Regions from separate parts of the Rattus norvegicus genome. Here region 2 is linked to region 1. A link is a contact called in public HiChIP or PLAC-seq data. All regions are on one chromosome and are shown on one strand. Each heading gives the region's core, a stretch centred on a gene start, on an enhancer-like site or on the middle of the called end of the contact. The rest is flanking DNA. Distances are from core to core; before and after follow the strand shown.

Region 1 (4,787 bases), core at 1,290-3,789:
GGAAACGTGGAGGGCGCTCATTCAAGTTGATAGCGGGGGAGATGAGAGGCCACTCATTCTACAATAATGCCCATTTATCCGTCAGAGCCAAAGGAGGGAGCAGTAAGGAATCTAAAGATAAGGGGTCTGAGGACACATGCAAATGATCTGGCACCTAAAGAAAACGAGCATCCCAGTAAGTCACAAGGATTTGCTGTTTTCTTTACTCGATCTGTGGACCAGGCTGGCCCCCATCTCTGTGGAAAGATCTACCTCCCTTCTGCCTCCCAGTGCTAGGAATAAAAGCATGCACCACTAAAGCATGAATTAGCTGTCTTTTTAGTAAATTAGGTTAACCAAATACAAACAGCATTTTTTTTCTTTTCTATAAAAAAGGTCTATGTGACTCTAGAATTCACTCTGTAGACCAGCCTGACCAACCCACTGTAATGTTAATTCCTATCTATAATTCAATCCGTAGTTAAGTAAGATCCCACAAATTTCCAGGACCCATTCGAATTTGGAATCTTGAAGGTAGTTACAGAAAGGCATGAATGAACGGTATGAGATTGAATTAAATGGGGATTAACTCAGATAAATGCCAAACTACTTAATTGTGGCTATTATTATGGGTGAGGTCCATAATATACTCATTAAAGCAGCTTGTGCCATATTTGGATAGAAATAAGATGTTGAAAGTGAAACAAAATTCTATGTCAAAGAAAACCTGTGACCCAAGACATAAAATTATTCTCGCTTTTCAATACCCTTACCTGGTACCTTTTCTCCCAAAATGGATTGATAAAGGGCAATAAAAACATTAGCATCACAGTCTTGAAGTTTGTGTATCCTCAGGTGTATGTGACATTTAAAAAGAAGGTTATTGGCAATTGTTACCCATTCTGTTGGGGAAGAAGTGGAGGAAATCAGTTTTCAGTAGCAATACAGAAAGTAATATGTACATTAAAAATCACTGCTGCACAAAAATCTACATTGAAAACTGTAGAAGATAAGGACTTTGTTATGAAATTTCAAAGACTCAACCAGGCAAGTTTTCAAAAGACGTATTTAATTTTTTGGGATGATTTCCAGTGCTAGCTAGCTCCTTATGCAGTCAAAACTGTCGTGCCAACCCAACTTTTATTCTTGCAACCTACAATCCTATTTACCGGTATTTTTATACTCACATGGGTGTTTTTAGTTACAATAAATTTATAGGTAACCAGGAATATCGTAAGACAGCTGTAAATGAAAACCTAAAAACTGCTAGAAATTAATGGAGGTAGCTCTGAATTCCCAGTAGTTTTTAGACATGTTTTTACCCAATTATCTTGTATAAGTAAGATCTCTCGGGTGCCCAAACAAGTGATTAATTTAGGCTGTTAGGAATTTGAATAATGACAACACCGACACTAATGCATTTGTTAGTTTTCTTTTTTATTATATTTGATGTGTACGAAGGTAAAAATGAAAGAAAAAAAAAGCCAAATCGCTAAGCTCTAAACTAGCACATTAATAATCCTAATCAAGCTCCCCGTTGTTCTTTTCCAAAAACAGCTCGTGCCCTCCCCCAGATAGTACAGGACTAACGATTAAGGGTTTCAGCAATAATTCCGAAAGCTTGAAACGCCTGTATCCTGAAATGACTGGATATTAGAAAGCACTTTAGAATTGGTCACATTTCCAGTACAGTCAGACATTCTGGAGACAGTAGTCTGAATGTGTCATGCCCATTTTGCCCTCCTTCCAATGCCCAATGCGCACAGCTGACCAAGCCATGACAACCATTTTGTATTGTCTTGGAAAGGACGAGGAAAGCGTCCTAGACAACCGAGTCAATTGGCTTTTTAAAGGCTGTACTAGACAAAGCCAGTTACTGTAGAGGGCATCAAAAGATCTTATGAGTGCTATGCCTCAAAAGGAAAAAATATATATAGATAGGTTCAACCTTAGTCCAAACAAACCAAAGGGGAAGGAGAGACAGTCTGTGGCTAGATACCCCACAGAAACTCGGATCCAAGAAGGATCCTGACTGCTCTGTAAAAACAGGATGAGGGTATCCCAGCCTTGTCAATGAGCTCCTGTCTCATCCCAAGTCTCAATTCCACGCCTGGAAAACACATGAGGTCTCGAGGGTGAGACCCTAAATTTAGAGATTCCCTGCGACTGCAACTAGTGTCCAACCATCACGAGCCTCTCCAGCAGCCCAGACATGGCTCAGATTCAGCCCGAGGCCTGCGGAATGCTGCAGTACAAAAACACTAGGGCTCCAGGCCGAGACTCACCAGCCTCTGAGCTGGCCATACTGCCAAGTGAGGTCGCGGCCAGACTCCAAGACGAGAGCGCGGGCGACGGTGTCCTGGAAGGGTCGAACCCGGTAGAACCGAAGGGAGTAGGAGGGGGTAGAAACCAGAGAGCGGGGAAGGAGGGGTAGAAAAGGGAGGGACGTTAAAACGGCTTCTCGCCGCTGATTGGTCAGAAGAGAAGCACTTCCTTTCGCAGCACGCGCTTAGGCGGCAGTTTGCGGGCTCCAGATACCATTCCCCGCGGACAAGATCCCGCTTAAGGGCTCTCAGATCGGCGTGCAGGGCAGCCAGGTCACCCAGCAGCCCGGCCGATCTCCTGGGGGCGTTAGAGCCGCGCTTCCGGTGAGTTTGTGGTTTTGTATTCCTCCGCCGAAGGCAAGCGAGAAAGTAGTGCGATACGCCTTGCCCAGGGTACAATCACGTGACAACGCCAAGCTCCGCCTCCCCCGTCTTCTTTGGTTATGGGCGTGGGGGAGTCTGTGAAGACGTAAACATCTTCAAGTAGAGACAGTAGGATGGCTGGTGCTGGCCATTTTAATGACTGGTTGGCCACGGGGAAGAAGCTTGTTTGACATGTAGCAAGGCGAGAAGGTGGTGTAGCCAAAAGGGTGTGGGACGGGGCATTCTAGTGGTGTCACCCAGTCGAGAAGCGAGTAATAAACGGGCGCCTATGAGGGAGCGCCCGCGGGGGGGAGGGGCGAGAACATGGCGGATTCCGGAACGCCAGCGGGCGTTGAGGCCTTGGAGCCAGGGGGCGGGGTGATTAGGTCATAGAGCGGCTCCCAGCATCCTTTGCGACGAGGAGGCGGTCCAGACTATAAAACCGGCTGCCCGGACGCAGCCGGCACCTCATTCATTTCCATCGGTCCTTGGGTTTACAGCTCCGGCCCTCGTCACCGCCGTCCCTCCGCTGGTGACGCCCCCGCAAAGGCTTCGCCGTCGCCGAGGCCTCCTTTCAGCGACTCGTCGCAACTGGATTCTCTTTCACTGGGTTCCTCCAGCACACCGCAACCATTGACGCCATGTCGAGTTATTCTAGTGACCGAGACCGCGGCCGGGATCGAGGGTGAGTATAACAAGGGACCTGTCAGGGCGGGTGGGGGATGGGAGAGCGGCGCGGCAGAAGCTCGGCTTTCCAACCGACCTTTAGATTTTTTTTTCTGGTAGGAGGCCTTGCGTTTCTCTGACATCCGGCTAAAAAGCCGTTAAAGGCGACGCTTCTGGTAACTGGGTTCAACCTTGGTTTTTGTTTGGGAGGACGGCGGCCTGGGCGACCTCGCGGCTGTTGTGGGAAGCCCGGAGGTGTTTTAGATAGGGAAGCGCCTCGCCTTAGAGTCGGCTCAAGGCGTCGTTTGCGCAGCCTTTCGCTGGGGGTTTTAGGGGGGCCCCCGGGGTCCCCAGAGAATACAAGGGGCGCTTTCGAGGCCGTCTGTGCCCGGTAGGGTGGCCTACGCCAGCGGATTCAGCCATGTGGCTGAGCCGCAGCCACAAAATGCCGGCCTCGGACATGGCGGCGGCGCCTTTGTTACCCCGCCCGGCGGAGGAGCTCAAAATGGCAGCGTCGAGAAAATGTGGCGCAGAGAGAAATGCGAGACAAAGAAGGAAGCGCCGCCCCAGCGGGAACGCCGCCCGGGCCGGGACTCCTCCCCCGGTTGCCGTCGACTCCTCCTCTTTTTCTCCCTCGCGTTATATAATTTTGTTACCTTGATTTGCAGCCGTTCGCGGCGTTTCCTAAAACAAGGCTCCCTGGCGCGTGTGCCCCTTTCTACCCTGCCCGCGGTACCGTCCTCCCATAGCCACTCACGTTGCCTGCGCAGTCCCGTTATTTCTTTAAGATCAGGCCCTTTGATGAAAACAGTGGCAAAAATAACCTTCTTAAGCTCCTCCCTTCTTGTCCAGCTCCTAGACACTTAATTCCTAAGCTCTGTGGGGAGAGAAGAGGGAGCCTCTAGCTGTTGTCCTTGTAATCTGAACTTCAGACGTTTGGGCAGTTTGGGACCTGATAGATCCCACGCTGTTTATTTGGCCTCATTAGAGTGTACTTGGGACTTCAGAAAAGAAACGCTGCCAGTTGTGGCTGTCCGTAGAATGACAGTTGGGAAGGATTCCAGAGGCACACTTTGGCTCGGATCAAGAGACATTAAATGAAATGTGGAGACAAACCTGTTCATGTAGAAGTCTGTTCACAATGTACCTAACTTTTTTTTTTGTAGGTTTGGTGCACCTCGATTTGGAGGGAGTAGAACAGGACCCCTATCTGGAAAGAAGTTTGGAAATCCTGGGGAGAAACTAGTTAAAAAGAAGTGGAATCTTGATGAGCTGCCCAAATTTGAGAAGAATTTTTATCAGGAACACCCTGATTTGGCAAGGCGCACCGCAGTGAGTATTTAAATGTGGCTTCATCGTGCTATAACTCAGTAGTAACTACTTCTGATCAATTAGATGGAAACTTAGCAGGTGCCTTGCAGATTATTTGGAGAATTACTTGTCTGACTTCCCATT
Region 2 (5,227 bases), core at 2,689-5,188, 210 kb before region 1:
GAGCTGCTTCCTGCTGCTGTGGGCAAGGAATCTTCTTTTGTAGGAGTATCCATGACTGCACACTAATAATTGACAATGAGAAACATTGCAGGCTTCTGTGACAACGGCCCAGGCCTCCAAAGAAACCATTCAGACAGGAAGCTATTGAAGAGTGTCCTTAAACACTGATAAAGCCAGGCATGGTGTTGCCCACCTTTAATCCAGCACTTGGGAGGCAGAGACGGGTGGATCTCTGAGTTTGAGGCCAGCCTGGTCTACAGAGTGAGTTCTAGGACAGCCAGAGTTACACAGAGAAATCCTGTCTTGAAAATAAAAAAAAAAGGGGGTTGGGGATTTAGCTCAGTGGTAGAGCGCTTGCCTAGCAAGCGCAAGGCCCTGGGTTCGGTCCCCAGCTCCGAGAAAAAAAAAAAAAAGAAAAGAAAAGAAAAAGGAAAAAGAAAATAAAAAAAATAAAGCAAAAACAACAACAACAACAAAAACAAACCCCAAAGCCCCCAGAAAACAAAAAGACCAAAAAAAAAAAAAAAAAACCCAACTAAACAAAAAAAAAAAAAAAATCCACAAACAAACAACACAAAAAAACCCAAACAAAAAGTGTGATAAAGATGCTGACCTGTAACTCTTCACAGTTGTTGACTTCCGGCTGGAGGGGGGGGGGGAGAATTCATTTATCTTTAACAGGCTGGCCACTCACTCGGACTTTGACCATGCTCCAGTAAGTATTTGGGTAACGCAAGTTGGACTTAAGTGTATTTTGGGGGGAGGTGTGGTGGCCCAAGGGTGGGAGGGTAGACGTGGGAGGAATGGGAAGGGAGTGTGATATACAAAATTATCCAAAAAAGTATTTTGTTTGGGGAAGAGAAGGTTTATTTTTATTTATTTGTCTATGTGGGGGAGGGTCACGAATGCCACAGGCACGCGGGTTCCCTCAGGCATAAGGAGGGAGCTGCAGTCACAGGCGGTGGTTATGAACCACTGATGCAGATGCTGAGAGCTGAACCCTCTGAAAGAGCAGCCTAGATGCCTAACAGCTGAGCCATCTCTCCGGCCCCTCCACAGAGGCTAGCGTTTAGCTCGGGCTTGCCTGGAACACACAGAGATCCACTTGTCCCTGCCTCTAGATTGGTGGGGTTAATTGTCCAACCACCCTTAGTTGTCAAGGCAACTTGTGACATTCTTGTGTTTCAGTTTCCTTTCAAGGGTTAGTACGGTGGGCTCGGTTCCCATCTGTCATTTGTTGTCTCTGTAAACCTGGGACAAATCACTTAGGACTTTATGACTTCATCCTGTGACAATTAGTAGACGCTTAGCGCCGAAATACTTGTGGGGAACACAGTGCTTCACTGTTCTCCAGGGGGAAGGAAGCTCAGTTTTTAACAATGCTGCTAAATAATACACACGCCGGATCACTAAGCATAAACTTCAGAGATACATTGGTGGGTTTGGTCAGAGCCCTCAACGTTCTTCTCCAAGTTCCTTATTCAGCGTTGTAAGATTCAGTCTCCTTTCAGAAGTTGTTCCTACCTCAAACTACTGAACAAAGGACATAGGCTTCCCAAGTGGATGAATTTAGGTCATGTTTCTGCCCCTGAACCATTCACAGTAGCCAAGAGAATGCCTGGCAGTGATTGGTTGAGAATAGATTTCTTCCACATTCTTGCATTTAGCAGATCAGATTGGGAGCAACTGCCTGTGAACTTCTCGGCCACACAAGAGAATTGGCACCAGTGCCTGTGAGAACAGACAAAGCATAACGCTCGCATTTGTTTCTACAAAATAAACGACCACAACTTTCCTATATGCCTACATAGGACCCAGAAAAATTGCAGAAAACGCACAAAGAATGGCTCACGATCCTGATGCTTATAGACATCTCTGGTGTTTGAAAATAATAATTAGACCACAGACATGAATATGCACTGATAATAAAATGGAAGTCGAAATTTTCTTTAATTTGAGGGCTTGCAGTGTGCTTACATAAGAGAGTGTCTTTTTTTTTTTTTTTTTTTTTGGCCACCCCACGTTCCCCCAACACACACACACACACACACACACACACACACACAGGGTTTCTCTGTGTAGCTCTAGTTCTCCTGGGACTTGCTCTGTAGACCACGACGGCCTTGAACGCACAGAGATCTGAATGCCTCTGCCTTTCTTGCATTGAGATTAAAGGTGTATGACACCACTGTTCATCTTGACAATGCCTTCTTGTTCTCAGCAGATATACTATGGAATATTTAGAGCTAAAGAGATAATTCTGAAACTATCAAGAGGAAAGAAAAAAAAAAAAAGACGGGCTTGGTGGCTCACACCATTAATACTGAAAATGCCTTTAACACCAGCATTTGGGAGGCAGAGGCTTTTGGATCTGTGAGTTAGAGGCCAGCCTGGTCTACAGACGGCGTTCCAGGGCTACACAGAGAAATGCCTTGAAAAAAAAAGAAACAAACAAAAAATTAGAGAAAAGGCTATTGCACATGCGGGTACGCACGCTATATACACGTAACATATAAAAAAATGTGACAAAATTTAACAATTGGCAAGTCTAGACAAAGATTTGTGATTCTGTGTTCAGAATTATTGAAGTTTTTAAAGTGTTTGAAGCCGGGCAATGGTGGCACATGCCTTTAGTCCCAGGACTCCAAGGTACGTGGAATTCAGCCAGGTCTACAGAGTGAGTTTCAGGATAGCCAAGGCTACACAGAGAAACCCAATATGGGGCGTTGGAAGGACAAAAAACAAAAATACACGGGTTGGGGATTTAGCTCAGTGGTAGAGCTCTTGCCTAGCAGGCACAGGCCCTGGGTTTGGTCCCCAGCTCCGAAAAAAAAATAAAAAAGAAAAAAAAAACCCAAAAAACAAAATACACAAATAAGTAAAATAAAGGGTTTGGAGAAAATAGACATTAGTAAGTCATTTGTTACATTTGCTGTTTCCATTGTCTCTTATCTTCCAAGTAATCTAAAAATTTAACACACAACCCGACAAAGTGGGGCATGTCTGTAATCCCAGAACAGACGCTGAGCTTCCTCAGCAACTGGTTCAAGGCTAGCCTGGGCTCTATTGTGAGACCCTGCCTCAATCCCACTCCCCATAATAAAAATTAAATAATCGGGGTTGGGGATTTAGCTCAGTGGTAGAGCGCTTGCCTAGCTCTATAGTTAATATATTTATGGTAAGCTCTTTTATTATTGTATTTATTTTTATTTATTCATTTATTTATTTTGGAGACAGTCTTTTTTTTTTTTAAGATTTGTTTGTTTTATGTAAGTACACGGTACACTGTCATTGTCTTCAGACACACTGAAAGATCGGGTTCCATTACAGATGGTCATGAGCCACCATGTGGTTGCCGGGAATTGAACTCAGCACTTCTAGAATAGCAGTCAGGGCTCTTAACCGCTGAGCCATCTCTCCAGCCCCAGAGTCTTTCTATGTAGCCCTGACTGGCCTCACTGTATAGACTAGTCTTGCCTTGAACTCAGTAATCCCTCTGCCTCCCTAGTGCTGGGATTAAAAACCTGCGCCAATCACGGCAAGCTAAGCTTTTTTTTTTTTTTTTTTGATAACAAGTGTAATAATAATCCTGTGTGTTTGCTTAAGATCATGCCCAGAGAAAGCAAACAGGGAACTGCCCAGTGTTCTAGCTAAGTAGGGACAAAAAACAGGACTAGGTGCTATGTGCGCAGAGCAGGAGTCGCCCCTTGTGCAAGGCACTCTGGGATTGCCGGGCCGCTCCCTCATCTCGCGATGCCTCCCTTCTTACCGCCCCACCCCCACCTTCTTTCCTATGTCCTGTGTCTGCGTCCCACCCCCACCCCCGCCTAACGTGTTTTTCAAACCTACCAATGAACGCACAGCTTAGGCTCAAACCAGCCAATCGGAACGCGGCGTCACCGGGAAATTTAAATCGCGCCGGCCGGCAGCACGAGGCACAAAGTCTGAGGGCTGAGGGCTAGTGGACGTTTCGACAGCCGCCGACCCGCAGCTTGAGAGCCCTGCACCGACTTTCGTGGAAGTCTGAACCGGCTGTGCAGGTAGGAGCGTAGGCCGGTCCTGAGCTGTAACGACCGGACAGAGGGCTGTGCGGCGGAGGGCGGGAGCAGGCCGCGCCCGGGCGGGAGCTGAGCCTCCCCGCTCAGACCAGGCCTCGGGGCTGGTTGGTTTCGCCATGCTGGGCTTAAGGGCTGGCAGCGCCGGGCGCTGCGGAGGGGAGCGAAGGCCTGGGTGCGGTGCGGCTCGGTTCGGTGCGGCCCCGAGGGTCGGCGTGGGGGACCGGAGGGCGGCCGCAGTCGAGAGGACCTGGCATGCAGCCGCTTTCCTGATGCTTCTTCCTGGGGAGGAGACGCAGCTTTGGGCCGGAGGCGAAGGTGGCAGTTAAGACATCCAGTTAAGCTCTTGAACCGAGTCACCTGTGTCAGGGTCGAGGACGGACATAAAGCAGGTAGAGCTAACAGATTGTCAGGGGACTTTAGATTCTTGTCACATTGTGAGGATCACACCTGTGTTAGATATATTGAGCTACGGTGACTGACCACATAGCTGATATCATCCTGGTTGAATGCATTCGCTGGAAGTGTGTGCAAAATGCGGCATCACTGCTGACAGCGATGGTTATGGAAGGTAACGAACCGATTCTTTATGTAACTTGATAGAGATACTAGTATGGATCCGTTTTGGCCATCAACAGAAAATGATGCAGAAAAGGCTGCATTTACTGCCTTAAGGACGTAGATAACTAACTATATATATATAGCAGCCAGGGTTCTCCCACTTGGTGTTCTATTAACTAATGGAGTCTAGAATGTAGATCCCTGACTTAATACCGTGCTGGCCAGAGGCTTAAGGCCATTGAGTGTTTGAAAAGCCGCTAATCTGAGTTGAGATGCCCTGTGTGCTTAAACTACACATAGGGTTTTGGAAGTGTGCGAAAGAAGTACAACATCTCAATTTTTTTTGAATAGATGACATCCTGAAAATGGTAATAGTTTAGCTATATTGGGTAAAAGTCTTAAAATTAATTTCATGCGTTTCTTTTTACCCTTATAAAAATGTGGTTAGTGGAAATTTTAAATTATGTTTTAAAAACATTGCTTTAGGGGTTGGGGATTTAGCTCAGTGGTAGAGTGCTTGCCTAGCAAGCGTAAGGCCGTGGGTAAGGCCCTGGGTTCGGTCCCCAGCTCTGGAAAAAAAACACATTGCTTTAAATTCTGATTGACAGTTC

Evidence for each region. HiChIP or PLAC-seq counts read pairs in DNA pulled down with a chosen protein or histone mark.
Region 2: an H3K27ac HiChIP or PLAC-seq map of oligodendrocytes shows a contact between it and region 1, with 4 times the contacts expected there. The contact joins the promoter of Kpna2 here to the promoter of Ddx5 in region 1. A contact is called at or near these places in 1 of 12 Hi-C or Micro-C datasets (the Rat2 cell line) and 1 of 1 datasets of contacts at active chromatin or transcription factors (oligodendrocytes).

The regions. Positions count from the first base shown.
Region 1 is chr10:92,229,680-92,234,466 of GRCr8, reverse strand. Ddx5 (DEAD-box helicase 5) reads left to right here and starts at 2,539. Exons shown (of 14, transcript NM_001007613.1): 1 at 2,539-2,627; 2 at 3,167-3,351; 3 at 4,499-4,664. The coding sequence starts at 3,308. Cep95 (centrosomal protein 95) reads right to left here and starts at 2,638. Exons shown (of 20, transcript NM_001013862.1): 1 at 2,265-2,638; 2 at 753-881. The coding sequence starts at 2,283.
Region 2 is chr10:92,444,552-92,449,778 of GRCr8, reverse strand. Kpna2 (karyopherin subunit alpha 2) reads left to right here and starts at 3,938. Exons shown (of 11, transcript NM_001270802.1): 1 at 3,938-4,040.